Regions from separate parts of the Mus musculus genome. Here regions 2, 3, 4, 5, 6 and 7 are each linked to region 1. The links are chromatin contacts, called in public Hi-C, HiCAR-type, HiChIP or PLAC-seq and promoter capture Hi-C maps. All regions are on one chromosome and are shown on one strand. Each heading gives the region's core, a stretch centred on a gene start, on an enhancer-like site or on the middle of the called end of the contact. The rest is flanking DNA. Distances are from core to core; before and after follow the strand shown. Region 1 holds the start of Rnf32 (ring finger protein 32). Region 2 holds the start of Cnpy1 (canopy FGF signaling regulator 1). Region 3 has its middle 23 kb from the start of Gm35524. Region 4 holds the start of Rbm33 (RNA binding motif protein 33). Region 5 overlaps 9530036O11Rik (RIKEN cDNA 9530036O11Rik). Region 6 overlaps 9530036O11Rik (RIKEN cDNA 9530036O11Rik). Region 7 holds the start of Dnajb6 (DnaJ heat shock protein family (Hsp40) member B6).

Region 1 (3,424 bases), core at 335-2,834:
AGAAGGGAAACAATGAAGAAGATGGGTGTATGGCACATGCCGACTGCCTTCAACCTGGCCAACACACAGGCGGACAGAATATGGGGGACAGATACCGAGTCCCAATCTGCTTTCTACTTTTTTTGGGCAAGCGACTTAAGCATCTCTGGCTTAGTTTTGCATTTATAAAAAAAAAAAAACCACAAAAATGCTGACATTGCAGGATTATTATATTAAGAGAAAACCTCCTTAAGGGCTTCCAAGGGACTGTTCTGCATAAGATACTCATAAATGGTGACTGTTGCTCCAATTCCCTTAAAAATGAGGGGACAGACTGGGTATTAACCCTTCTAGTTTTGGGACCAGGCTGTCCATAATATTCTACAGTGGAGAGAAAAAGCACCTTTTAAAAAGCAACCTAAGGGAATAGTATCAAGGAGCTAACTTTCAGAAAGGTGCTCACAGAGCAGCTTAGGCATTCATGCATACATGGGGCCCTGGGTTCTAACCCCAGCACTGCAACACACACTTGAAAAGATTACAGGAAAGTAAGTCCCATAGGAACTAATGTGTGAGACACCTGATTTAAGACAAAGAACCAGCAGCTGTTCAGACCCTTCAGAAGCCTAGGGCAGTTTTCAATGTGCTCACGTTCCCCTTACTTCTCAGTGCTGGCATGGAGATCTATGAGAGAAGTTTGTATGCAGTATTCCTTACCGTGGCCTTGGCTGGAGGAAGGCATGTAAAATACTAAAGGGTCACTGTTATTATTTTCCAAATTCAAAATGCCTGTAATTTGGCAACGCCAAATATGCATCATAAAAAAGTTCACTTTTTCAACAAGATTCATACCATCAGTAACCATAGGTAGCTACTTAGTCTACAATTTCACCAGGTTTTTATTGTACCGTTGTAACTAACATCAAGGTAAGAGCGTTAAAAATTGCCTTACCATAGTCCCATAGTATTAGCAAACTGACAATTGAAAGGATAACGAAACGTGTCAGATGTAGTCCAACTGTATGAGAAAACATAGAGAAGAGGTGACCCGTTAGTTTAGCAACAGGTGAGAAATACACAACCTCTGCCTGGCACTGACAGCCACAACAGCAAACTGCCTGTTTGTAATTAGCTTGCGCACGGTTAGGAGGCTGTGCTAGGTAGGAAAACACAGGACTAGGCGACAAGACATTTAATCACCAATTGTTTTCAGTGATCAGAAGGCAATTAATAAACGCGTCAATAGAAATGCACTGGAGAGATGGCATATAAATTTAAAATACGCCCCCAGAGACAAGAGAAGTCGTTGGAAATCTGGTCCGTGAGGTCCCTCGTTATATCACAGCCTTGTGCAGCGCAGGCAGGATCCGCGGACCGACCACAGCGACCCGGACCTCCCGCCCCAACACTACCCCGCGTTCGGCTCTCGCTCCCTTCTCTGCACCAGAGCTTTATACTTCAGACAGCGCTGCGGGACAAACTCACAACGGCCTTTCCTGTCCCTCAGCTGCACCTTTTCTGAACGGCTCCTCGTTGCCACGGCAACCAGCGGCCTCTGCGCTTCTAGGTGCGCACGCCCGCCGGCCGGCTCCGCCTGGCTCTCAGTGCGCATGCTCGCAGGTCCCCCCTCCTCCCCCCCCCCCCCCCCCCGCAGTCTGGCCAGACATCCCCCAACCCCCTTCATCTCACCTGCTGCGAGCGGCTGGCTCCGCCCGCGCTTACATCATGGCTCCGCCCCTCGCGTATCGTCAGCGTCCGGCGCTGGTGCGGTTACGTCGTCGTGAGGCGCGCGTCCTAGGCGCGTGGAGTGGCGTGCACGGGCTCTCCCGTCTCTTCCTCGGACGTGTGGTTTTTGAATGGCGTCCTTTCCGCTGCCCTCCAGCCAGGCTGCGTGATGCGTCCCGAGGATGCGCTGACCCGTGCGGCTCTTTGGAGTGCGCTTTCTGCTGTCCCCTCAGTCGAAAGACTTGATAACGGCCCCTCGACTGTTTTGCGAGCTGTGTGGCGTCGCCATCCGCCCTCCTACTGTTGTCACGATTGTGTCTTGGCTCCCGGTATCGTGTGGCCTGTTGTGTGTTGCGGGATGCAGGCCTTTTCACGTTCGCCCCTTCTAGTGGCTCCTTCCAAGATCTAGGGTCTCAAGGCTTCTCTGAAGGTGAGGGTGGAGAGAGGTGTCCTTGCGGCTCCTGGCCTTCTGCACTCTGAGACATTGCCTCCTACCCCTCTTAAGTCTGCATCCCCGCGCTGTCCTTTGAACCAGGCTTGATTCCCTGGGGTCCTTTAAAAGTCTTTCACTTCTTGGTGCCAAGCAGAAATATTGTATTGATTTTTCTCCTGCCTGGAATGCCTTTTTGTACTTTAATTGTACATAATTCACCTGGAAGTGCAAAGAAAACACAAGAAGGCGAGATCCTCCATAAAGTAAAGTCTACAGAAGTTACCGAGCTGGAAGATTGGTATTCTGTCACTAAGAAGTCCCAAAAGTCATTATAAATCTGGTACACATGATAAGTCTCTGGAACAATATAATTTTAAACTCCACTTAAAAGTTACAGATTTTTTTCTTGGCAATGAACTTTCTGGATTGGCTCTTACTACTTGAAGCTTGTAGAAGCAGATTAATAGCAGGCCAACTGTTTTAAAAGTCAAATTCACAATGAGTTAGTTATGAATTTTCACATGCTAGTTCAGGTGCTTTCAAGAAGTAGTATAATCTTAGCTTTTGTTTCAGTGAGTGATGCTTTTAGGAGAGCAGTAGGCCCACCTTTGTGCTCTCCTAAGACTGGTTTTTATTGAAGCCTAAGAGGGTAAAGCTTTTGGATGCCATTAGCTAGACCTGAGTTTAAACCTACATTTAACTCTTTGGATGTCTGAATTTTAACAAGTTGCTTTATTGTCCTGAGTTATGGGCTTCTTATTTTCAAAGGGGCCTTGTTGCATCCTGTCATTGGACATCTATTAATTACCCCAACAGTAGTCCTGGTCATTATTCTGTGACTGAATATGTGGCCAATCTAAACTAGTTGGAAACTCTGATACTATGATGAACCATCATGATATTATACGATGGGGGCTGGGGGGCTGGCCTAGCTGGGCTAGTCACAGGAACTCAAGTGAGTTTTTATTGGGGGGAGCACTGGAAAATTCCTTTAATTCTTCCTACTGAATGTGGGAACAAGAAAAGACACGAAACTGCAGCTGCATCTGCTCCATTAGCATCATAGGGTAAGAGCCTGAAGGTGTGGAGCTACCAGGTGAACCTTAGAAGATTATACAGGAAATGGCAGAACTGGGATTTGGACACAGTCCAAGATGGGTGATGTAGTTTGAGCCCTGGAGCTAGCCCAGCTCTTGGTCTTTTCATCTATTGTGGGTCTAGTTTTCTGTTACTTTGAGCAAAAAGAAATTCAATGAAAATAGGGATTCTGTTACCACAACTTAGGGT
Region 2 (3,424 bases), core at 274-2,773, 990 kb after region 1:
AATCGGGGGTAGGGGGTGGGGGTCAATTATTCTATGAACAGTCTTTAAATATACCAAAGGTGGGTCAGCTGAGTACAGTCATATTAATGTAATGTTAATACATGTATGAAGAGCTGTGATGAGAAACATCTTTTTAAAATGTTTTCCCAATACACGGTGCTTGGGGATTTTAAGATCAAAATTTGGAGATTCTTCGGTAAAATGACCTCAGCACTATCACGTTGGGAGGGCCCTTTCCCTTTCTGGAGATGCTTATCTAGCATCCTGTAAGCCCTCAGCAGCAACTGCGCCTGATTTTAAAGACTACTGCAAAAGGCTAGCTAGCTAACGCCATTCAAAAGCTGTCAATCTTCAGACTTAAAAAAAAAAAAGGGCAAAACAAAACCTGTAGAAATTCACGCGCGCGCGCGAACACACACACACACACACACACACACACACACACACACACACACACTATTTGTGCTAAAGGAGGGCACACTGCCTCCTTATCCAAAGGTGTAAGGTTATACTTTAAAACAAACTTCTAAGACTCAGCATTCTTCTGTACACAGCTCTAGGTATTAGGTCAACTTGAAAAGGGAACTAAAACAGAACAGTTTCTAAGGAGGCGAAGACACGCTTAGTATGTGAGGACCTTCCGACCTGGTAACCGGACTGGTCTTCCCAGGGCCCTTTCCCTATGCCTGAGACGTCCCACCCAAGACCCTTCCCCACTCCTACACAGAGCCTGCTTGCTTTTTTTCATGGGAGAGGGAAGGAGAGAATGAAATTCCTAGTTGCTGTTAGGTTTTTTTAAATGAATGACCCTCTTTCGCTGTGACTTAAAATCCTGCTTTGTGGACAACTATAAACTGACACTTTTACGTTAACAGTTAAGGAAAGATGCTCAACAGTCGGGCATCCCGGAAAATCCGAGCCCTCGTTGTGTTAAAGACCTGCTTTGAGTCTTTCGTGTGAGAATTCACCTTTGCGATCTCGCGCCTTTCCCAGTAAACTCTCCGAGTTTACCGGAGAGTCATCCGATTTTCAGTTGTGCCAGTAAACCTGTGAATTTCTTCTTTGCAACTTATAAAGCTTGAAAAGCACAGATAAAAATGCCATTTGTATTTGAAAGTGCCATTGTAGAATCTAGGTTTTTCACTGTAGACATTTATTTATTTTTAGTTTACTGAATTTGAAAAAAAAAAAACTTGACACCTGCTGTGAAGTGTTCTCATTTTAGTTCGCAGACGCATTTAATTAATTGCTCTTGCGAAGCAAGAGCCTTGAGAGTTCCCGGTGGCCTGAGGTTCACCTGGGCCGCAGCAGGTGCGGCGCGATCCTCGTGCTCCGTCCCTGCGCTCCGGGTAAAGTGCGTGCCTGGGGTCGGTTCCTGGTGGACGCTGGGGGCGGCGGCGATCAGGGAGTGTTCCTCTCGGGCTCCGCCATCCGCGCTTTCAAATTAATTGCGGATCGGCTTTGCGGCCAGATGGCGGGGAAACGTCGGGACCCTTTGTGCGCCCCGAGCGCGCCAGTGAATGTCGCGCAGTCGTTGGCACCGGAAGGGTTCACACTGCGTGTGAAAGGGGACAAAGGGAGCTGGATATATCAACACTGCAGAAACCGAGTTCATTTGTCATGCAGCCCCTTTCAGCGCAGTTGTCATGCAAACTTCCTTCTTTGATCAGCAGAGGGTGGAGAGAGAGAAAGCCCGCAAAGCCGCGGGCCCGGACGAACGCCCTTGGCGGCTCCACGCCCCTTCCGGAAGGAGCCGCAGGGACCCGGCCTCCTGCACCTTGACCCGTCTAGACGCCGCACAAGGTTTTGTCTCGGTTTCCAAGGGCGCGGGGTGCTCTTTGACCCGCGCCCGGGGCGGAGGTGGTGGCACGGATCCCAGCGCGCCCCGGCAGGTCCTGGAGGGAGAGGGGCTCCCGGGACGCGCGCCAGCTGTTCCCAGAGCAAGCCGAGGCCGATGAGGGGCAACCGGGCCCTGCTGCCCCTGACAACCTCGGTGTGGACCCCGCATAGCCTCCTCGGGAAGTCCGGAAGGCGAGGGGGGCAGCGCGACGCGGGATGGGCAGAAGTGTGGCTTCCCCACAGAACTGATGCGCTCTCGACGCCCCCCTCTCCTCCCATTTTCTGTGCTTCAGCCTCTACTCAACAACTTTTAAAAATTATCTTTAAGTACAGCTTCTAGATTTCTCTGTCTCTTACTGTCCACTGTCAAGCACGTTATTTTCTCACTAGAATTTAAGCCTGCTTTAAGCTGCATAAAGAATGATGCGGCTGCGGGAAGCCGTCCCTTCACTTGTTCACTGGACCCGCGTGGGCGTGGGCGTGGGCATGGGCAAGTGTCCTGGCTGGTTCTGTTCTTCTTGTAGGTTCCCCTGGCCCAGTCCGAGGCGTTCCTCATCGACCTTTTGGATAAAGTGTGTATGCGAATGAACGATTACCAGCTGGAGGACGACCCAGTGACCAAGCAGAAGTATTTCAGGAGATATGCTCCGAGGAAGGGAGACAAAATATACAAAGAATATAAAAAGTTCTTCTTTTATTCTGATGCCTTCAGACCTTTGAAATTCGCGGTAAGCCCCCTTCTAAGAGCCTGTTGGGGTTCCCCTTGCCTTCCTGGAGCTACTCTTGAGTGGTTGATGAACAGTGCACAGTCAGGTACACTCACAGCCCTGCTGTCCTGTGCTGCCCCTCAGCTTAAGTCTTCATTGAACACTTGGTGCTTTGGCTTGTGAGACATCTCAGGGGTGGTGGCATGCTTCGGTGATCTGTGGGGAAGGTGAAGGGAGTTTTATAAAAGCAAGGTGCCTTGTGTCCCCTGTCCTGGGGACATGGACACCATTTGCACATTGCTTGTCTGGGTATTCTGCTGGTATGGAGAGCCTTTCTTGTTGCCTAAGGAAGCAGGGGTTGTGGTTTCTCAGCTGAAATCCGAATGGAGGCCAAGAGTCGTTAACAAATATATATATAGAGAGAGATAAATGTTGGAGCTGTGGCCCCAAAATCCTTTCTCCCACCCCCACAGGCTTCTCGGGAAGAGTGTTTTCCTAGGGTTAATTCAAGTTTTGTATCTCAGGCTAGGCTACACCAAGTGGGTCAAGAGCTAAAGCTAAATCAGCTAAAGCTGATTTTACAAAAAGTTAACCTCAGTCTTACTAGGGTGTGCCTTGAAAAAATACATTGCTGTAGAATCACACAGTGATGGGCAGGCCTTGTTTAAAAAAATTTATTAAGTTCACACAGTGGCCGAAATGTCAGGCCTGCTTCAGCCCCAACATGGGGCTGTAGCTGACATTTGGAGATTTCATTTTAATTAAAAAGCGAGGGCAATGATTCAGGGCTAAAAGTCCCATGGAACCCGGACACGGATGTGAGCGTGTTTGTCTTTCACAGGTTTTCAATAAACACATTATAGTGGAATTTAAATATT
Region 3 (3,424 bases), core at 677-3,176, 930 kb after region 1:
ATGTGGGCATGATGTAGATGTGGATATGTGTATATATGTGAACACAGATGTATATGTGAACATGGGTGTAGATGTGGGCATGGCATGGATATATAGGTAGACACAAATATGGATACTGTGGTAGTTTGAATAATGACCCTTATAGGTTCATATATCTGAATGCTTAGTCACCAGGGAGTGGCACTGTTTGAAAGGATTAAAGGGATTAGGAGGTGTGGCCTTGTTGGAGGAAGTGTGTCCCTGGGGATGGGCTTTGAAGTTTCAAAACCCCATGCCTAGCCCAGGGTCTGTCTCTGTGTCTATCTCTGTCTCTCTATCTCTGCCTATTGATCATGTTGTAGCTGTCAGCAACTGCACCAGTGCCTGCCTGCATATTGCCATGCTCCCTGTTGTGAAGATGATGAACTAAACCTCAGAAACTGTAAGACAGCCTCAAGTAAATGCTTTCTTTATAACAGCTGCCTTGGTCATGGTTTCTCTTCACAGCAATAGAACAGTGACCAAGACAGATGTGATGTAGATAGATATGAACATGGCTATGATAGAGGTAGATATGACTATGAATGTAATGCGGAAATAGAAACAGATGCTGATACAGATGGACACATAATGTAGATTTGCTTATAAACTTTGATTTGGATATAAGTGTAGGTAAAGATACAGGCAAATACTGGGGGCTGTTGAGAGAGCTAGCTCTGCAGAAGGGTTGAGGATACCATAAGAACATGGTTCACAGAATCAACTGCCCAGGACTCGTGGGGGTCACAGATATTAGGGGGTGTATATGGATCTTACCTAAGCCCTCTGCATATGTGTTATGGCTGAGAGGCTTGGTCTTCTTGTGGGACTCCCAACAGTGGGAGTTGGGGCTGTCTCTGATGCTTTTGCCTGCTTGTGGGATCCCTTTCCTCCCACCGGGTTGCCTTGTCCAGTCTTGATGTGATGCTATGTGCTGGGTCTTATGGTCTCCACTGATACTGTGTCGTGCTGAGTTTGGTTGATGTCCCTGGGAGGCCTGCTCCTTTCTGAGGGGAAGCAGAGGGAGGGTAGACATGAGGATCAGTAGAGGTGGGAGAGAGAGACCAGGGGAAGGGAGGGCTGGGTAACTGCAGTTGGGTTGTAATATATGAGAGCAATACTTTTTTTAAAGAAGAAAGAAAGGAGAGAGTCTTACAGAGAGAAACAGAGAAAGAGACAGATAGATGAGAGAGGGAGATAGATGAGAGAGAGAGAGAGAGAGAGAGAGAGAGAGAATGAATTTGCTCTGTGACCGACAGCTAAAGCCCACAGCCTCTCTGTGTGGGTTGGAGATCCAGGGAGTCCAAGAGTGTGACTCTCAGTCAGAGGCTGAAAACCAAGGACCTGCACTGGCCCAAGGGCTGGCATCTAAAGTTCAGACGTCTGACTCAGCTGGATACCTAGGGTGGAAGTGAACTCTCCTGTGTCATGCTGCCACATCTGGCCTAGGTGACAGAATGGCACCTGCAGCATTGGCAACGTCAGGCTATTCTTCAGTCAGAAGTTAGGCGGCTGGTGTTTTCTAGAAACAAAAAAGAATGGTTCACCAGTCGTTGATATGTTGACACTTCACCACCACAATCTACTTTACAAGTTGGGGACCTGAGTCTAGATGGCAAGCATTCCCCAGCTTCCTGTCTTAGTTACGTACCACAATAAACAAACCTAACAAAAGCAACTCCGAGGAGAAGAGATTCATTTTGGCTCGCAGTTCCAGAGGGTTAGAGAATGTCATATTAGGGAAAGTGTGGCAAGAGCAGGAGGCTGGCCACATTACATCTACACTCCAGGAAAGAGCAAACAGGAAGTAGGGCGAAGCCAAAAAGCCTCAAGGCACGCCCTCATTGAGCCACTTCCTCCAGGATCACTTTCTAAAGTGATCACTTCACTTTCTAAAACCTACACAGGCTGTGCAAACAGCGTCAGAAACCACTTCAAACACACGAGCCTGTGGGAGACAGTTTACATTCAAACCCTAATGTGCCCAGTAGGCAACACCCATGCCTGGGGAGGCAGCTGCCTGAGGAGCAGAGCACTCACCCTGGAGCCACTTGCCCGTTACAACCTCACACTCACTGCAGCCTTGGAAGGCACTGCATAAAGGAGGAATCTGAGACCAGCTCCAACTTACTTGCCTGGACTTGATGATAAGAATGATAGACATATAGGCCAGTGCTTATCTCAGAGCTCAGGGCACTGCCTGCCCCGAAGTGTGGATGTTCAGTCACTATTGGCTTATATGCAAGGGATAGTGCTGTTTAAATCCCAAGGTGTCCCTGGTCTGAGTGATACATCCAGATGCCCAAGGAAGGCCTGGGGTTACACAGGGGAGAGGAAAGCTTTGTGATGCACCCCAGAGTACCTTTCCAACATCGGAAGGACCTTCCTTATCCCCATAACATTGCATCATACTGTCCAAGCTGCATAAACATGGCAGCAGTCCTTTTATAGCCAAAGCCCCAAAGACTGGACATATCTGCCCTTGATGGGTGCTGGACAAGGAATGGCACCAGGAATAACTTAACACGGTGTTGGGTGGGACAGAGAGGCAGAACAACAGGTATTCAGGGGTCAGCTCCCAAACTGAAGGCTCACATCAGATAAGTGAGAGTTCATGGTTGCAAAGTCACGTTCCCTACATAGGAAAAGACAACTGTAATCCCCATTGTAGTGGGTGACAGTCTCAGGACTCCCTGTGTTCAGCTACAGAGGAGACGTGATCTTGAAATGCAACTGAGACCTGCTGGAGAACTACAAGTTGCCCTGAACCCCTTTATCCTGCATATTTGCACAGGGGACTCTTGAGCCTTTGCTGGCTTTAAAATGTCTGACTTCCTATGCCCACTGGATGGTCAACCTGAAGGGGGGCTTTTTCTGCCTTTTTCCTGTTTTGTGCAGCAGAAAAGCCCAGGGGAGAGATGAGGATGCAGGAGAAGAAAAAAAGCCCTCAGTAAGCTGGAAGGATAATAAGAATGTTGGCAGCAGGGCCAAATACAGACTTCCCAGCTCCTGCCTCCTAAGTCAAAATGCCCAGTGCTGAGTCCTCCGTGCCTCTGAAAGCGAAAGAAAGAACTTTCACCACCAGAGCAGAAGGCCCGCACTGCCCAGAGATACTGTGGGGTAGACCTGCCTTCAAGATCAGAGGTCTTCGGACTTAAGATTCGACAGTAAAATTATAAAACAAAAACAAAAACAAAACAAACAAACAAACAAAACCAGTGAGCGAGGATCACCTACTCCTAGTGCCAGGGTGGGCTGATACCCAGGGATGGGGTTGGGGGAAGGGCTGTGTGGTGAAGACCAGGAGGAGGGGGGGTTGCAATGGGGATGTAAAGCGAATAAATAAATAAATTATTAAAAAGAAAAAATACAGAATGCCGGGCGTGGTGGCGCCTGCCTTTAATCC
Region 4 (3,424 bases), core at 583-3,082, 880 kb after region 1:
ACAAGCCAGAAAATGAGAAGAAGCCAGAAGATTAGAAAAGGTTGCTAGAGTTGGTGTGAGGCCAAACAGAGCAATCCAGGAGAAGCCATCCCAGAGAAGCCAGATCGATCAGCTTGAGAAGAGCTTGAGCCAAAACAGCTAAGTTGAACCAGCCAGGGTTCAGAAAGAACTAGAAAGGGTGAACTTACCCAACAGTAAGCCTCAGAGATGACCAACTACCAATAGGAGTGTAACCCCTTCAAGGCAGGAACAGTGTACTGCACATGGGCTGAAGAGGTCCAGCAGTTCCAGGACTGCAGAGCTGCTGAGCACCAAGGTGAATATTCAAAAGAACTTGCCTACTTTCCCAAGGAGTTTGGATTAAGTCTAAGCAATGGAAATGCTGACAAGATATTAAGATGGAAGAAAAATTCCAAACTTCCAAAAAGGCAATCTAGCCTTCTAAAATTACAACCCTCAAACTTTCTGGCTAAAAACTAATATACAGCCCTCAAGTTTTATTTGTGTGGATATTTATCAGTTTTTACTATTAAAGTTTTAAATGAGAAACTTAAAAGATCATAAAAGCGCATAGTCCCCAAGCCATCCATGTCAAGTCTTCACATGCCACACAGCCTCTGGAAAACCAAACCACACTAGTGAGAAAAAATGGAAAATGAAAATATCATCTTCATCTTTTAAAAACAGCTTTGACCCAAGGGCTCCCATAACACTGAGACTCACATATAAAACCTTAAGTTTTTACCTTCTCTAATCAGGTAGAGTAGACAAAATGTATTTTAAGCATTTAACTAGAAAGCCTCGAATCTGCATGTTAAAAAAAAAAAAATCATCTATGTAAGCTGGCAGTGACATATACCATACCACATCCTGCCAGAAATGGCATTCTGGATGTAGTCTCTGCCGTTTGGGTTTTTTGTTTTGAGGTCAGAACTCCTAAGCAGGGTTGTTTAACATGCCCACCCCAACCCCCAATCTGTAAGTAAGCATCACTAACACCTCTGGAATATGTAGAATAGTTCAAGTGTCTATAGCCAGAACTAGCTGGCAAATGCTTTTGTTGTCCACATTTTACCGTGAGGGTCTTTTATCCAAGTCCTGAAACGTCATTTTTTTTATTGTTCCACATCTTTAAAAAAAAAAAAAAAAAAAAAAACCCTCGTTCAACAAAACGTGGTTTTACTTATAACTGGCTAGTCTTTCCATATCGTTTACGATTGCGAAATGAAAATACTCAAACAACTGGTTCAGTAACCAACCCTTTGTACACGGTCTTCATCCCTTTCAAGCATACTGCCAAACACAAGTTTTCCTTAGATGATAATAGGTTTATTTAAAGCACCCTAATAAACCGCAAAATTCTTTTTACACTGAGTAGGCTGCTTGCCGCTGCCCAGGGCGCATCTTCCAAGAAGACTGGAAGTCGCCAGGGCCCCCCGACCCCGTCGCGGGGCCGCCGCCGACCTCGCGTCGCCGCCTCGGGCCTAACGCTCCGCGCTCCCGGCCTGAACGGCGGCGGCAAGCCCGGGGCGGCTCCGTCTGTGGCGGGGCAGCACGAAGGCCCTACATAAAGGGTGCCCGGTCTACGGCCCCCGCCGCGGCCCACGTACCTCCAGCGCCTGCTCCTCCGCCTGCGCCCAGGGCGGCCGCCATGGTGGTCCCCGGGCCCGGCCTTCAGCCGTCCCCCGAGCTCCTGGCAGGCCGACGGCTCTGGTGCGGGCCGGGGAGGCGGGGGAGCGGCGAGGGCCGGCGCCCGCGAGCGAGCAGAGGCGAGGCCCGCGCGTCGCGGTCCGCAGCGGACCCTCGCCTCCGCAGGAAGAAAACAACACTACGGCAACATGGCCGCGCCGCGGTGCACGCCGGGAGCAAGGCGGGCGGAAGAGCCAGGCGGCGGCGGGCGGACGCCTAAGGTCCCGGGTGCCTGAACGCCAGCGAGTGCCCGGCGGCGCGCGCTAGAAAGAGCAGCGCACAGACACAGTTTCGGCCGGGCTGGAAGGCCGAGGCTTCAGGCGGGAGGAGTGTGGACGGCCACACGCCGTAAAGTCGACATAAATCGCCTTGCAGCAGTAGGCGCGGCTGCGCTTTACGACGGCTGAGCCGCCGTGGCAAGTGGAGCCGAAGCGCGGCCGGAGACGCTAACGGCCGAGTCTGGCTACCGCGCCCCCAAGCTTGAGGCGCGCGAACGCTACATCGACGCACGCGCACTCGCGTTCGCGCGAGCTGGCGGAAAGCCTCGCGCGTAGGGTCTTAGGAAAGGAGAGGAGGTGTGTGGCGGTGGCACTAGGTACCACGACCTCAAAGACGGACTCCAGAGCATCCTAAAGCAAGTCCCCAAGCCTGCGGCTTTGAGGACGAGGTTTCGGGCAAAAGCGAGCTGGGAAGGCGGAGGAGCCCCGCAGGTGGGCCCTTGGAGAGGCCCGGCATGGAGGCTGGTCGCCGCTCAGTGAGAATTCCAGACGCGGGCATCCACATTCCCGGAAAGTCTTAGGGAGCTAAAAGAATGTCTGCTGTGAAATTCAACTTTTAGGTGATTGAAATTTTTCCTCATAAAAAAAAAAAAAAATCCCTAAAATCCCTGCTTTATAATGTTCATTTAAGAAACAGAAGGAAAAAAAATTCCTTTTTTAAAAAATCGTCATGAAGTCATTGCCCAATAAAAGTAAGCCTGGCATGGAGCCTCACTGACTAACTAGATTTCTGTCAGAAAGCACATTAATTCATATCTAAACTGCTTGAACCCCTTGTCACCTTTTCCTAATTTTTACACTGTTCAGGATGGACTACCCAACTGAGAATATTTTCAAGATAATATCAGTGCTGGTCTTGAGAAAGACCTCTCAAAAATAGGTACAATGATAAAATTACTTCATAATACTTTATAACGTATTACACATGAAAAAAGACGTGCATCTCAATTATAGCAAATGAAGATTAAATTGCTCAAAGGCCACTGAATATCCACTTCGAATGAGTCAGGATTTCAACTCTATGTCTGCCTTGACTCAAATCTCATGTTCTAACATAGCTATGACCTTAAGAAAGTAGTTTTCTTAATTTCACCTAAAACTGAAATTCTCCAGGACAGGAAACTCTAAACATTCTGTACTGAAACATTCACTAGAAAAACATTTAACCTGTATGTAGGAACACCTAGTATTTAGAGATGTGATCACTTGCTGTGAGTACAGATTTAATCACCCCCTTTTCCTTATCACTACATACCACTTCAGTCAGCTCTCTAACTTCCTCTAGAAACCTGTTAAAGGCTCAGTGTCAACCAGGAAACCAAACTGCAACGCTTGTGGTGAAAATGGTTTCAGAGCACGGCTCAGCCCTTAAATACCTCACAGGAACCTCGCCCTCTGTGCTTTCCTAATTGAGGTTACTATCTAAACGTGAGGGTTTAAGAATGAACTCTCAGCCC
Region 5 (3,424 bases), core at 406-2,905, 670 kb after region 1:
CACAACAAAGTGAGTGTATGCAGTCTTTAAGAATAGCATCTCATTTATAAAGTATGAGTAATAAAATCAATACTGCTGCAACTGAGCAGCAGCAGCAGGGCAGAGTGCTCTCCCAGCCCTGAGGCAGGTGCCACATTAGAATGTTCTGTACGCTTTCTTACTTTTACAGGATCAGGGTTTTGTTTGCTTGTTTTTGTTTTTTTGTGTTTAAAGAGATTGTGGATGAAGATGAAACATACAGTTGCAAGCATGTGGGGAAAATGTCCTTTACTGATTAGCCCCACATCTTTTTTTTTAAACAATTTTTATTAGATATTTTCTTCATTTACATTTCAAATGCTATCCTGGAAGTCCCCTATACATTCCCCCTGCCCTGTTCCCTAACCCACCCACTCCTGCTTCCTGGCCCAGGCATTCCCCTGTACTGGGGCATATAATCTTTGTAAGACCAAAGGCCTCTCCTCCCCATGATGGCTGACTGGGTCATCCTCTGCTACATATGCAGCTAAAGACAGGAGCTCTGGGGGTACTGGTTAGTTCATATTGTTGTTCCTCCTATAGGGTTGCAGATCGCTTCAGCTCCTTGGGTGCTTTCTCTAGCTTCTCCATTGAGAACCCTGTGTTCCATCCAATAGATGACTGTGAGCATCCACTTCTGTATTTGCCATAGCCCCGCATCTTAACTATATCCAGGTCTAACAGTCAAATGGATAACTGATAATAGGCTTTCCTTAAAAACCCACAAACTGAAGGTGGTAAATTAAAATGCAATGGCCCCATGCACACCTGTTTTGGAGAGAAGCAGGGAGGTGAGCAAGGGGAACACCTTTCCCCTGGACTGAGAAAAACAGCAGCCTAAGTACCTGGGAGAAAGCTGATGGTGATGGGTAAGTCTAGGAAGGCAGGTCGCTGCTGCCTCTTTCACTCATGCCTTGGGCTAAAGTCACACAGTGCGGCCAAATTCATGGCTCAGGAACTACAACAGTATGAAGAGGGTCAGGGTAGGAGGCTGACCAGTAGGGGAGCCTGAAGTGATTCCCCCAGAGAAATGCCACTTACAATTCACCCTGTGACCTCAAAAGGCTTCTGGGATTCTGGGCAAGGTCCCCACTTACAGCGACTCCTGTCTGCCCCTCCCCCCTCTAGTCAGAAGAGCCAGTCCTCTGTCTTGCACATGAAGCTCTGACATGCTGCACCTGGGCTGGCCTCAGGCCTCTCCTCCCATCTCTGCTCCACCTACACCTGAGTTCTGTGCTGAGACTCAATAGACAAGACACTCACTGATGCTGCTACAAGGAACTTGGGAAGCAGCCTCTGCTGCCCTGACCTGACACTGCCTCCTTATTCAGAATCACCAGCTGGGCCAGGCACTTCAAGAGGTGCCTGGTGCCCACTAGACTCACCGTTGGGAGACCTCTCCCCAGCTGTCCCTCAGTGGGTTCTGAGCAACGCTCAGCGATGGAACACTGCTTTGGCAAGCCCAAGGTGGGGCGGCCTGCCAAGTGTTCTCCCAGCAGCAGGGGTTGTTCTGCAGGAAAAAGGAAAAATGACTGCAAATAAAAGCAGACGTCAGCTTTCTCCCCACAGCAGGATGAGGTCATTCCAAGCGTGCTCTTCTCTTCCTGGATTCTTTTCATTCATCTGGAGTGGGCAGTCCTGAATCCACGGTGTGCCATCTCCATACACAAAGCAGTGCCCAGGGTGCTTGGGATCTCAGTATCTGGGACCCTCTGCTGCCCTCTGAAGAGCTAGCCATTTGAGACCTCCCTGCAGTGGGATGTCTAAAAATAGAAGCTTCAAAGCTGCAGTGCTTTGAAGTGTCTGTCCTAGAGCCAGACGTTTTCCTGATACACAGAGGCTGCCAGGAGCCACCTGCAGCCCTGCTACTGTCTTGAGCAGGCCTCAACCCATGTTGTTCATCTGACAGTGATTTATGGGGTACTCATCAGAGCCATTGATAACCAAGGGACTAGACCCTGTTAGCAGCCCCAGATTACCCCCGAGAAAGCATAGGCAAGGATAGAAGAAGGGACCTACACAGAGTCAACAGCAAAGATGCCATCCCAGGAAGCATCCAGTGAGGTCGAACCTTCAGGCAGTGATGACAAGAGGGCAGAGATCCTGCTGCTTGTAGTAGAAGGAAGCCAGAATGCAGACAGAGGTGGGCCAAGGTAGACACAGGGATGACTGATAGGTGACAGACAGATGAGATCGGTAGGTAGGTAAGTAGATAATAAACACTAGATAGATAGATAGATAGATAGATAGATAGATAGATAGATAGATGATGGATAGATAGATAGATAGATACAAGATAGACAATAAACAGATAACAGACAGACTACTATGGTGACATATGTGTTGTAGACATGTTAGTGCACACTCACAGCCTACACTCATATATGTTGTTAGTCATACATGCATGCACATATGTGTATATACTCAAACATGCACACGAACATGTTCAGTTATGTGTATACTCACACATGCCTAGACCCACCTGTGCACACTTACATGAATGTATATCCATGGACACACTCATGCATGTATGTTCACATGTGAACACACCAACACAGATCCAAACTCACAAATGCCAGAAGTCACAGAGCATTTGGGAGGCAGCTTGCTCTCCATCTTTTGCTCCAGTCTGCCCTCCATATTCTCATGTACTGATCACACAGCAATGGAGGGAATGCCTCTTCTCCTGTAGGCTGCCCTTCAACCCACATGACCTCAGAAACAGGACCAGCCAAAATGAAAGCCAAATCAATGACAGAAAGCCCTCCCCTGTGCCCTCCTATGTGCTGTTAATTCCCATCTCATGATGTACAGTGCATGTGCTAAGGCAACCAGACCAGGAGGTGTCAAGAGTCAACAATTCAAACAAGTTCCCAAGAGTATTGTCAGACTTCGAGTGGCACTGTAAGGAGCAAGTTCCAGGAGATTTGTGGGTTTGATTCTGATCAAAGAATAGACATGTTGGTACACTTGAGGGCACTGGATCCCAAATCCTAGTTTTTGAAGTTAACATGCTGTCAGTGTATGTGCTATGGTATGATGCATCAGTGGCAAATGCTAGAAAGCCTGTCACAAACACTACAGCAAGAGATTCTCCTGCTTACTTAGCAGACAGCAGAGGTCCAAGAGGCTGCAAATCTTCCTCAGGTTGCACAGTGCAGGTGAGCCAGTCTCTGCTGATAGCAACTGAGGCAGGAATGGCCAGCCCTGCTGTAATTATCTAGGTAGACATACTGAGCAGTTCTAGTGTAAGCCATGGAAGTTTCCATAGTTTCTTCCAGCTGATTATCTTCTTGCTTCTCTGTGGGATTGACCCTGGGATAGTATAATTCTTGACCAGGAGGGAATCCATAGATGAGCATCACGCACACACGCCCCTCCTATAACTGGAACATTTGTGAGCAAA
Region 6 (3,424 bases), core at 693-3,192, 630 kb after region 1:
GCTGTACCAGGAAAGGCCAGATGGAGGAGATCCTCCTCCCCGGGGAACTGCAACACACCTCTAGACAAAAGAGTGGGGTGAACAGCTACTACCTCACCCAATCCGCATACCCTGACCCTCTCTACTCCCAGTGCATCAGACAAGGAAGCAGGTGGTAGCCTTACAGGGTCAACAGGGTGGGAGCCAGCCAGCTAACACAGTCTGGGATCTGCCTATGGACAGATGCCATCCACTGTGCTATGTGCTATGTGCTATGTGCTATGTGCTATGTGCTATGTGCTATGTGCTATGTGCTATGTGCTATGTGCTATGTGCTATGTGCTATGTGCTGGCTCCTCAGGCACACATTCCCAACAGCAGCTTAGGGGTTTGCCTGCCATGCATTGTGATTTAGACTCCTACAGGCTTTGAATGGGACAGATAGCAAAGCTGAGCATTGAAAAAAGCTGGCACATGGGACTCATATTATGCTGGGAGAAAGTAGGCTTCCATGCTCAGACCTTCCAAGCAGTCCTCGGCCAGAAGGTCACCCAGCAGTGTGACTAAGCCAAGGCAAGTATGGGTGAGCTATAAGTCTCCGGGAAATGAAGATCCCTTTGTTGTCCAGCCTGGAAGGTCACATGCTGCCATTTGAGATTGCCTAGACAAGCAGAGTATCCACCCCTACAAAGGTGACAGCACTGGGGACCTAAGTCAGCATTGCTGCCATCGGCTAAGAATGCAGCATTGAGCAAAGGCACAGCATTCGATCACACACAAATGCCATTGTGATCACAATGGCCTACAATAAAGAGGTGCTTGTTTGAAAGGCCACAGACCAAGCTGGCCGAGAAGGACAAGTGGCCCCAGCAAAGTACCAGGCCCTTGACTTCACAGAGCTGCTGACCCTCAGCTTCTCCATAGTGAGTAAGGTACAGATCATTTCCTTGTGCAAGACACTTGTGTTCTACTGTGGCTTAGCATACTGACTTGACAGACAAGCAGCCAGGTTCCAGAAGACTGGTCACTGTATGTCCCTCAGTCAATCACCACACGGCCTTGTTCATTTCAGGGACAGGGGCCATAGAGAGACAAAGAGACACAGACATCTGTTTGTAGAGACCTTACTGGATGCATGTTGTTGCAACTCAGTCACAAGTCTGAATGAGGCAGATCTCATGGATCTGTGTTGTCCATTGGACTTCATGGAGGCAGCCTTATGCTTAGAGACACTGGGTGGAACTTGAACTTGTGCCAGGGCCATTGACAGCAAAATCACCAAGGAAAGGAAAAAATGCATAAATAATGACACCACACAGACCTGGACAAGTATGCTTATCTTCAGTGTAAGCAAAGGCAAGCAGTCAGGGCTTCTGAAACTTTGTCCCACCACAGCTAGGATCACATGTGTCTGTCACTGGAATTTTCCAGCACTTTGTATCTGAAAATCTCCTCAAAGGTACTGGCTTATAGATTGAGGAAATATTTGGAGAGGTAGGTGCGTTCACTGAGGCCCTTGTTTCTCTGGCTTTGAGTTGAAAGTATAATGTAAGTCTATCAGGGCATCTGAGCCCTTCATGATATTCCAAGTATAGAGAAAGATTCCTTCTGCCCCTCTGAAGTCAAGGGTTATAGCAACACAAAAGCAGCGGATATGGGCCTGACCAGATGTTTGGGAGAAGTTAGGAGAGGGCAAAGTCTTTGTTTGCAAGCCTGGATGAGCAATGTTGAAAACGAAGCTGTCAGGTCAGGATGCATAGCCATAGCAGGACACAAGTGTCTTGCACAAGGAAACAGGCAACATCTTACCCAGTACAGAGAAGCTACAGTTGCCTAAGCCAACTGTTCAAACCTATCACCTAGAACCAAGACTTCTGCTGGTCTTTGTGTCACTGGTCTGGCAAAGGCCCTCTCTTTGTTTAGCAAGGAGCCTTACTCACCAATATGGTCAGATGTTTGAACAGGCTGAGTGGGTGTTCGGTAAACCCTGATAACAGGGCAATCATATTTTGGTGTTCTGGGTCTGCCTGGCAGGCTGAGGTGGCATGGCCCCTCCCTATGGACTGGTTGGCAAACATCTGCTCCCAAAGCCCAGACAACCTGGAATTCAGACACTATAGGCTCCCAGTACTATGAAACCTGTAGGTAAGTCAGCCAAGTCCTAGGGAGAAAAGTCTAGACTGGAGCAGCATGTGGGTGATGTCTCTGTTACTGTGACATTTAGTTCTGGGAAAGGTTCTGAATCTCTATTTCACACACCTCACAAGAAGATGTCCGCTGCTAACTCTCAGATGCTAACAGTCATGTGTGAGAAACAAGCAACTCTTCAAGGAAAGTCTTCCAACTGACTCATCTTCTGGACACTCTGTGGTTTGGCTACATTGCTGTGACCAAATACCTGACAGAAAGAATTCAGGAGACAAAGGGTTGATTTGGGCTCACAGTTAAAAGCAATAGAGGCATCTGGTATCTATACCATCATGGCTGGAAAGGTACAAAGGCGAGAGCATGAGGCACCCAGTCACAATGAATCCAGTCGGGAACATAGTGAAACAGGAAGTGAGACAAGGAAGATGCCCAACCTCAGTGGCTCAGGTCCTCTAGCTAGGTCCCATATTAAGGCCGCACCCATCGGGAAACCTAACATTGTAACAGAAACCTACCATATCCAAACCACATCATGAAAAGAGGTGGCCTTTCTAGGGAGAACACAGTACTCAGCTCCCATGTAAGCAGAGACAACCTCCTAAGCATAAGTTTTCTCACTGCCAAGTGAACATGTACACGGCAGATGACAGGGATGGTGGAATGACTGCTGGTACCCAGAGCCCTAGCCACCATCACAAAAGTCAAGCTGTGCCACCTTGGGGTTTCCACACTTGGTAAACAGCAGTATGTTCTGCACCACACAAGACTGGGCTCTCCCTTTCAAACTACACTTGTCAATTTCCTATGAAATAACACACCAGGCATTTTTGAGCCAGTGAGACTGCATGGCCAAGTGCAGGATGGGGCTAGCTAGGCACAGATGACAAAGGTGGTGAGAGGTTGGGAACCCCAGTCAGAAACAAGCTCCTATGTAGTTTCCTGGACCCCTAGACTCAGAGAGACTAGACCGGTCCATCTCTAGATTGCACAGGTCAAGGGAAGCCAGACTAGGAAAACTTCTTTGCCTCTTCTAGTCTTGTGTCTAGGGTAACACACCAGAAAATGCTGTCAAGGAGAGCAGAGGGTCTGTGTTTTATTGTTACTTATCAGGGACAGTCCCTTTGAACTCTTTAGAAACAATCTGGCCATGAAGCAGAGGTTACAGCAAAAATAGAGAAGGCCATCATAGAAATAAAAATCAAAACCACAGTAGATACACCATACTATTACAATAACTGTATCAAATATGTATGGTGACCACTGTTGGCAAGGATATGACTAAGAAGAATCTCTTACA
Region 7 (3,424 bases), core at 498-2,997, 540 kb before region 1:
CAGGGGTACACAAAACAATACCAAAAAAGTTTGCAAGCCGGGCGTGGTGGCACACGCCTTTAATCCCAGCACTTGGGAGGCAGAGGCAGGTAGATTTGAGTTCAAGGCCAGCCTGGTCTACAAAGTGAGTTCAGGGACAGCCAGGGCTACAGAGAAACCCTGTCTCAAAAACAAACAAACAAACAAACAAAAAGACAGGCATGGTCTGCCTGGGCAAGAGTGAAGAGAAGACTGAAACTTCCAAGTCAACCATACCTACAAAAGGCAGCATTTCTTCCCATATTTCTTTCATGTTCTTCCTAATTCCAAAGCTCCACCCAAGTGTGTGTACTGATGACACCGTAATCACACACCGGAGGGCAATTCGGCCTGTGGTGGCGATATCCCAAAGTACAACAAAGGAGTCCTTCCAGGAATCAGTAAGTCTACTGTGGGGTTTACTTTACAAACAAGAACAGACTAAGTTCAAATATCAGGGCGCTTGTTCTTTAGGTTGTTCCCTCCTCTGGCTTTTATGTCCAATATTTCTACTAAAACAGTTGCCTTAAAGTTGGTATCACTTCCCTAGCAAGCTGAGCGTCCTGAGATTCTACGGCCTAGAATGCGTAAACCCTAACCACAAATCTAAGGTTCAAATAAAGACGTTACAAAAAAACCAAAGTGGCTGCACTGGGCAGGCACTCCCCACCTTAGAAGGTGGGACCATCCCCACCATTCCCTTTCAACGGTTCACATACAACTTCTTCGGTAACAAAGCTTTTAAAACTTGACAAACCCCTCCTGTTTAAAAAAAAAAAAAAAAACTCCATCTCCAAAGTTTTTAAGACCTTTTAGTTTGCAGTGCAGAGTTCCTTGTCAACACAACCGAAGTAAATTAAGACTTAGTGTAAACTCCAGTTACATAAACTTTGTTACGTAAACCACAGCAAAGCAACCTTCGAGGCCAACATCAAACTAGTTTTAAAAGTAAGCTGAGCCAGGCGGGTCGCCTAGCAAACTTCCCAACAGTCCCTGGAAACCGCCTTGGCCTTCCCACCCGGCCCCCTTCGCTGCCTGGAGGCCTGGGCCGGTGATTGCGCCTTCCATGGGAGTCCTGCTCTTCGCAGGCCACCTGACCCCTTGCTTGCAGAATGCAGTGAGGACGCCAGGACTGGGTGACACCAGCCTTGCCTACTCCTGGAGCTCTGCGGCCGACCTAGCGCGTGCCGGACCCAACCGCCACCTTCGACCAGAGAACTAGGGAAGCGGACCGCAGCTAAGCCCCGAGCTAGGCCTGACCAAGAACGGCAAACGCTCTCCACAGACCCAATCTACAACCGGCCCAGACCAGGAACACCTTAAGCCCCAGACCTAGACACAAGACTACAGCCTAGACTGGAACCCGTTCGGCCTTGTGAGCAGTACCGGCCCCACTGTCGACCCGGTTCCTGCACCCGTATTCCGGGAGCCAAGCGGGTTAGCCCATTCGCAGGCCTTCCCCTCCCGCCGTAGTCAACCCTGCTTTTCGCCGCGGCTCGCGGACCCTCACCGAGGACACGGCGGCCAGCGAGGAGGGAAGTCAGGCGGCCGGTCTCCTCGCGGCTGTGGCACAGCTGCGCTGGTGGCGGTGGCGGCGGCGGCGTCTCCTCGCGCTTTCCTTTCTCTTCTTTTCTCCAACAACAAACAGGAAGTGCGTCACGCGGTGGCGGCGCGGCCCGGCGACGTCGACTTCCGCCCGGCCCTGAAGCTAACGTGCGCAGCAGCCTCCGTGCGCGTCGGACTTGATAGCGCTGGTCTAGCGTTCCGGAAGATTCTCGGAGCTGAGGACGGTGGGATTCTGGAGGGTTTACATAGGCGAAGGTGGCTGAATAGGGCGGGAAGCGTCCCCTTGCGCAAGCTCTGTGCCTGGAGGGCTCTAAAGCCTGAGGCGACTGTAGCCGAACCAAGGAGCCTGCGTTTGCCCGGAAGCAGGCTGGGAGGAAGGACGCTCACAGCCTCTGACACAGTGGATTCGGAGATAAGGACCTGATAGCGTAGTATGACTCACACTCCTATGGACTTGGAGAATTGTGGTCCCGAGGTTCGGCCGACCCAACAAGCAGGCCCGACTTAGAGTGAACCGTGAGAGGCCTCATCATTACCAACTCGCAGTGCTGAATCCAGGGTCTAGATTTCAAACACGGTTATTTTAAAGATGTATTTACTTTTTGTATGTGAATGTACTGTCTTCGGACACACCCGAGAAGGACATCAGATCCCACAATAAGCTCCTGTCTCAATAAATCAATAAGCTCCTGTATAAATAAATAGACATTTAAATCCTCACCCCACCCCCACTTACACCCATAGGATGAGTAGTTTTTCATCTTGCCCAGTAAGTTTCAAAAGGTTAGCTAACACTGCACTGGAAAGTAAGAATGAAAGAGAACATATTGATCTCAGAATGTTATGGTTGGACGCCCACCTTCTCAACGCCTGAGAAGGACAAGCACAGAAGATGTGGAGACCCATGATCTGAAGTCACAGATCCTTGGATGCTCCCTCACATGTAGGATATACTCAACTCCAGATAGAACCCTCCAGAATGGCTCCTTGTCTCCTTGCTTCTGTTCTGCCCCCAAGGTTCCCAAACACTACACTTCCCCTTTTGTGAAACATAGAATTTGGCCAGATCTCTTTTCTAATTGACTTTCAGCCCTACAAGATGGCTGTCCAAGACTGAAATGAAAACTAAGCACAAAAGTTCCCGCCCTTTCCTTTACCTTCCTCCACCTCTCCTTCCACCTTTCTGCTCTCAATCTTACCCACTACCACCCTCAATGGCAGGAATCAAGGAGTCTGGCCTAGTGACGAGTGGAAGGTGTGTGTGCTTGCATACTCCAGGGCTGACAGCCCAGCAACCCAAGCTTTCTATTGAAGCAGCGCCGAAAGACAAAGCCAGTTATAAGGTAGAGAATAGGGAAAGGAGTCCCCTCGCCTCAGAGTCTGGCTGAAGCCTCTTGCCACATGACATTTAAGAATTCTAACACGCAGGGCAGTGGTGGCAAATGCCTTTAATCCCAGCACTTGGGAGGCAGAGACAGGCAGATTTCTGAGTTCCAGGCCAGCCTGGTCTACAGAGTGAGTTCCAGGACAGCCAGGGCTGCACAGAGAAACCCTGTCTCAGAAAAAAAAAAAAAAAAAAAAAAAAGAATTCTAACACAGGGTCTGAGGAGATGACTCAGTAAAAAACATTAGTTGCTCTTTCTAGAGGATCTGAGTTCAATTCCCAACACCCATATCAGGTGATCCACAACTGCCTAGTACTCCAGCTCCAGGGGATGTGATTCACTCCAGACATGTGCATGTTTGCATGTAGACCTAGTTTTATCTTTCCCCAGAGCTTTCAAAAGACCCATGATATTAAATCTATATTAAAGTCTTTTGGGGGCTGGGAATGAACACC

Evidence for each region. Promoter capture Hi-C pulls out the DNA fragments that hold promoters and counts their contacts. A called contact is a pair of places that touch in the nucleus more often than the background predicts. HiCAR-type assays count read pairs that join an accessible place to other places. HiChIP or PLAC-seq counts read pairs in DNA pulled down with a chosen protein or histone mark.
Region 2: a HiCAR-type map of astrocytes shows a contact between it and region 1, with 4 times the contacts expected there. The contact joins the promoter of Cnpy1 here to the promoter of Rnf32 in region 1. A contact is called at or near these places in 4 of 39 promoter capture datasets (the C10 cell line, cranial neural crest, embryonic stem cells and 1 more), 6 of 115 datasets of contacts at active chromatin or transcription factors (astrocytes, embryonic stem cells, forebrain and 1 more) and 1 of 9 other capture datasets (liver).
Region 3: a contact with region 1 is called in a Hi-C map of CD8 T cells, with 3 times the contacts expected there. The contact joins the enhancer-like site here to the promoter of Rnf32 in region 1. A contact is called at or near these places in 4 of 39 promoter capture datasets (the 3T3-L1 cell line, cranial neural crest, hippocampal neurons and 1 more), 2 of 484 Hi-C or Micro-C datasets (CD4 T cells and CD8 T cells), 2 of 115 datasets of contacts at active chromatin or transcription factors (embryonic forebrain and stem cell-derived neural progenitor cells) and 3 of 9 other capture datasets (adipose tissue, liver and pancreatic islet).
Region 4: a contact with region 1 is called in a promoter capture Hi-C map of hippocampal neurons, with 6 times the contacts expected there. The contact joins the promoter of Rbm33 here to the promoter of Rnf32 in region 1. A contact is called at or near these places in 9 of 39 promoter capture datasets (the 3T3-L1 cell line, cranial neural crest, embryonic stem cells and 6 more), 2 of 484 Hi-C or Micro-C datasets (CD4 T cells and embryonic stem cells), 6 of 115 datasets of contacts at active chromatin or transcription factors (astrocytes, embryonic stem cells, extraembryonic endoderm stem cells and 1 more) and 2 of 9 other capture datasets (adipose tissue and pancreatic islet).
Region 5: a contact with region 1 is called in an H3K27ac HiChIP or PLAC-seq map of oligodendrocyte precursor cells, with 28 times the contacts expected there. The contact joins the enhancer-like site here to the promoter of Rnf32 in region 1. A contact is called at or near these places in 2 of 39 promoter capture datasets (hippocampal neurons and liver), 7 of 115 datasets of contacts at active chromatin or transcription factors (astrocytes, embryonic hindbrain, embryonic midbrain and 4 more) and 1 of 9 other capture datasets (adipose tissue).
Region 6: a contact with region 1 is called in a FOXA1 HiChIP or PLAC-seq map of pancreatic cancer cells. The contact joins the enhancer-like site here to the promoter of Rnf32 in region 1. A contact is called at or near these places in 8 of 39 promoter capture datasets (the 3T3-L1 cell line, the C10 cell line, hippocampal neurons and 3 more), 3 of 115 datasets of contacts at active chromatin or transcription factors (embryonic midbrain, embryonic stem cells and pancreatic cancer cells) and 3 of 9 other capture datasets (adipose tissue, embryonic stem cells and liver).
Region 7: a promoter capture Hi-C map of hippocampal neurons shows a contact between it and region 1, with 5 times the contacts expected there. The contact joins the promoter of Dnajb6 here to the promoter of Rnf32 in region 1. A contact is called at or near these places in 2 of 39 promoter capture datasets (hippocampal neurons and liver).

What each region holds. Positions count from the first base shown.
Region 1 is chr5:29,194,153-29,197,576 of GRCm38.p6, reverse strand. Rnf32 (ring finger protein 32) reads right to left here and starts at 1,584. Exons shown (of 10, transcript NM_001289757.1): 1 at 1,465-1,584; 2 at 932-997.
Region 2 is chr5:28,208,267-28,211,690 of GRCm38.p6, reverse strand. Cnpy1 (canopy FGF signaling regulator 1) reads left to right here and starts at 1,523. Exons shown (of 3, transcript NM_001310511.1): 1 at 1,523-2,567. The coding sequence starts at 2,418.
Region 3 is chr5:28,268,328-28,271,751 of GRCm38.p6, reverse strand. No RefSeq gene overlaps it. Among named protein-coding and RNA genes, the nearest start is that of Gm35524, 23 kb to the left of the region's middle. Within about 2 kb of position 1,926, at least 98 of the 459 cell types and tissues checked have an H3K27ac peak or open chromatin away from gene starts, as enhancers often do. A contact at or near this core is called in CD8 T cells and adipose tissue, where this site is marked.
Region 4 is chr5:28,315,597-28,319,020 of GRCm38.p6, reverse strand. It overlaps Rbm33 (RNA binding motif protein 33), which reads right to left and starts at 1,832. Exons shown (of 19, transcript NM_028234.1): 1 at 1,611-1,832. The coding sequence starts at 1,653. It overlaps Gm35602 (a long non-coding RNA gene), which reads left to right and starts at 1,934. Exons shown (of 5, transcript XR_003955879.1): 1 at 1,934-2,527.
Region 5 is chr5:28,519,437-28,522,860 of GRCm38.p6, reverse strand. The region is part of intron 1 of 9530036O11Rik (RIKEN cDNA 9530036O11Rik); the gene reads right to left. Among named protein-coding and RNA genes, the nearest start is that of Shh, 54 kb to the right of the region's middle. Within about 2 kb of position 1,655, at least 57 of the 459 cell types and tissues checked have an H3K27ac peak or open chromatin away from gene starts, as enhancers often do. A contact at or near this core is called in oligodendrocyte precursor cells, where this site is marked.
Region 6 is chr5:28,564,844-28,568,267 of GRCm38.p6, reverse strand. All of the region lies in intron 2 of 9530036O11Rik (RIKEN cDNA 9530036O11Rik), which reads right to left. Among named protein-coding and RNA genes, the nearest start is that of Shh, 99 kb to the right of the region's middle. Within about 2 kb of position 1,942, at least 11 of the 459 cell types and tissues checked have an H3K27ac peak or open chromatin away from gene starts, as enhancers often do. A contact at or near this core is called in pancreatic cancer cells, where this site is marked.
Region 7 is chr5:29,734,221-29,737,644 of GRCm38.p6, reverse strand. Dnajb6 (DnaJ heat shock protein family (Hsp40) member B6) reads right to left here and starts at 1,747. Exons shown (of 8, transcript NM_011847.4): 1 at 1,529-1,747. It overlaps Gm5129 (predicted gene 5129), which reads left to right and starts at 1,709. Exons shown (of 1, transcript NR_028426.1): 1 at 1,709-2,311.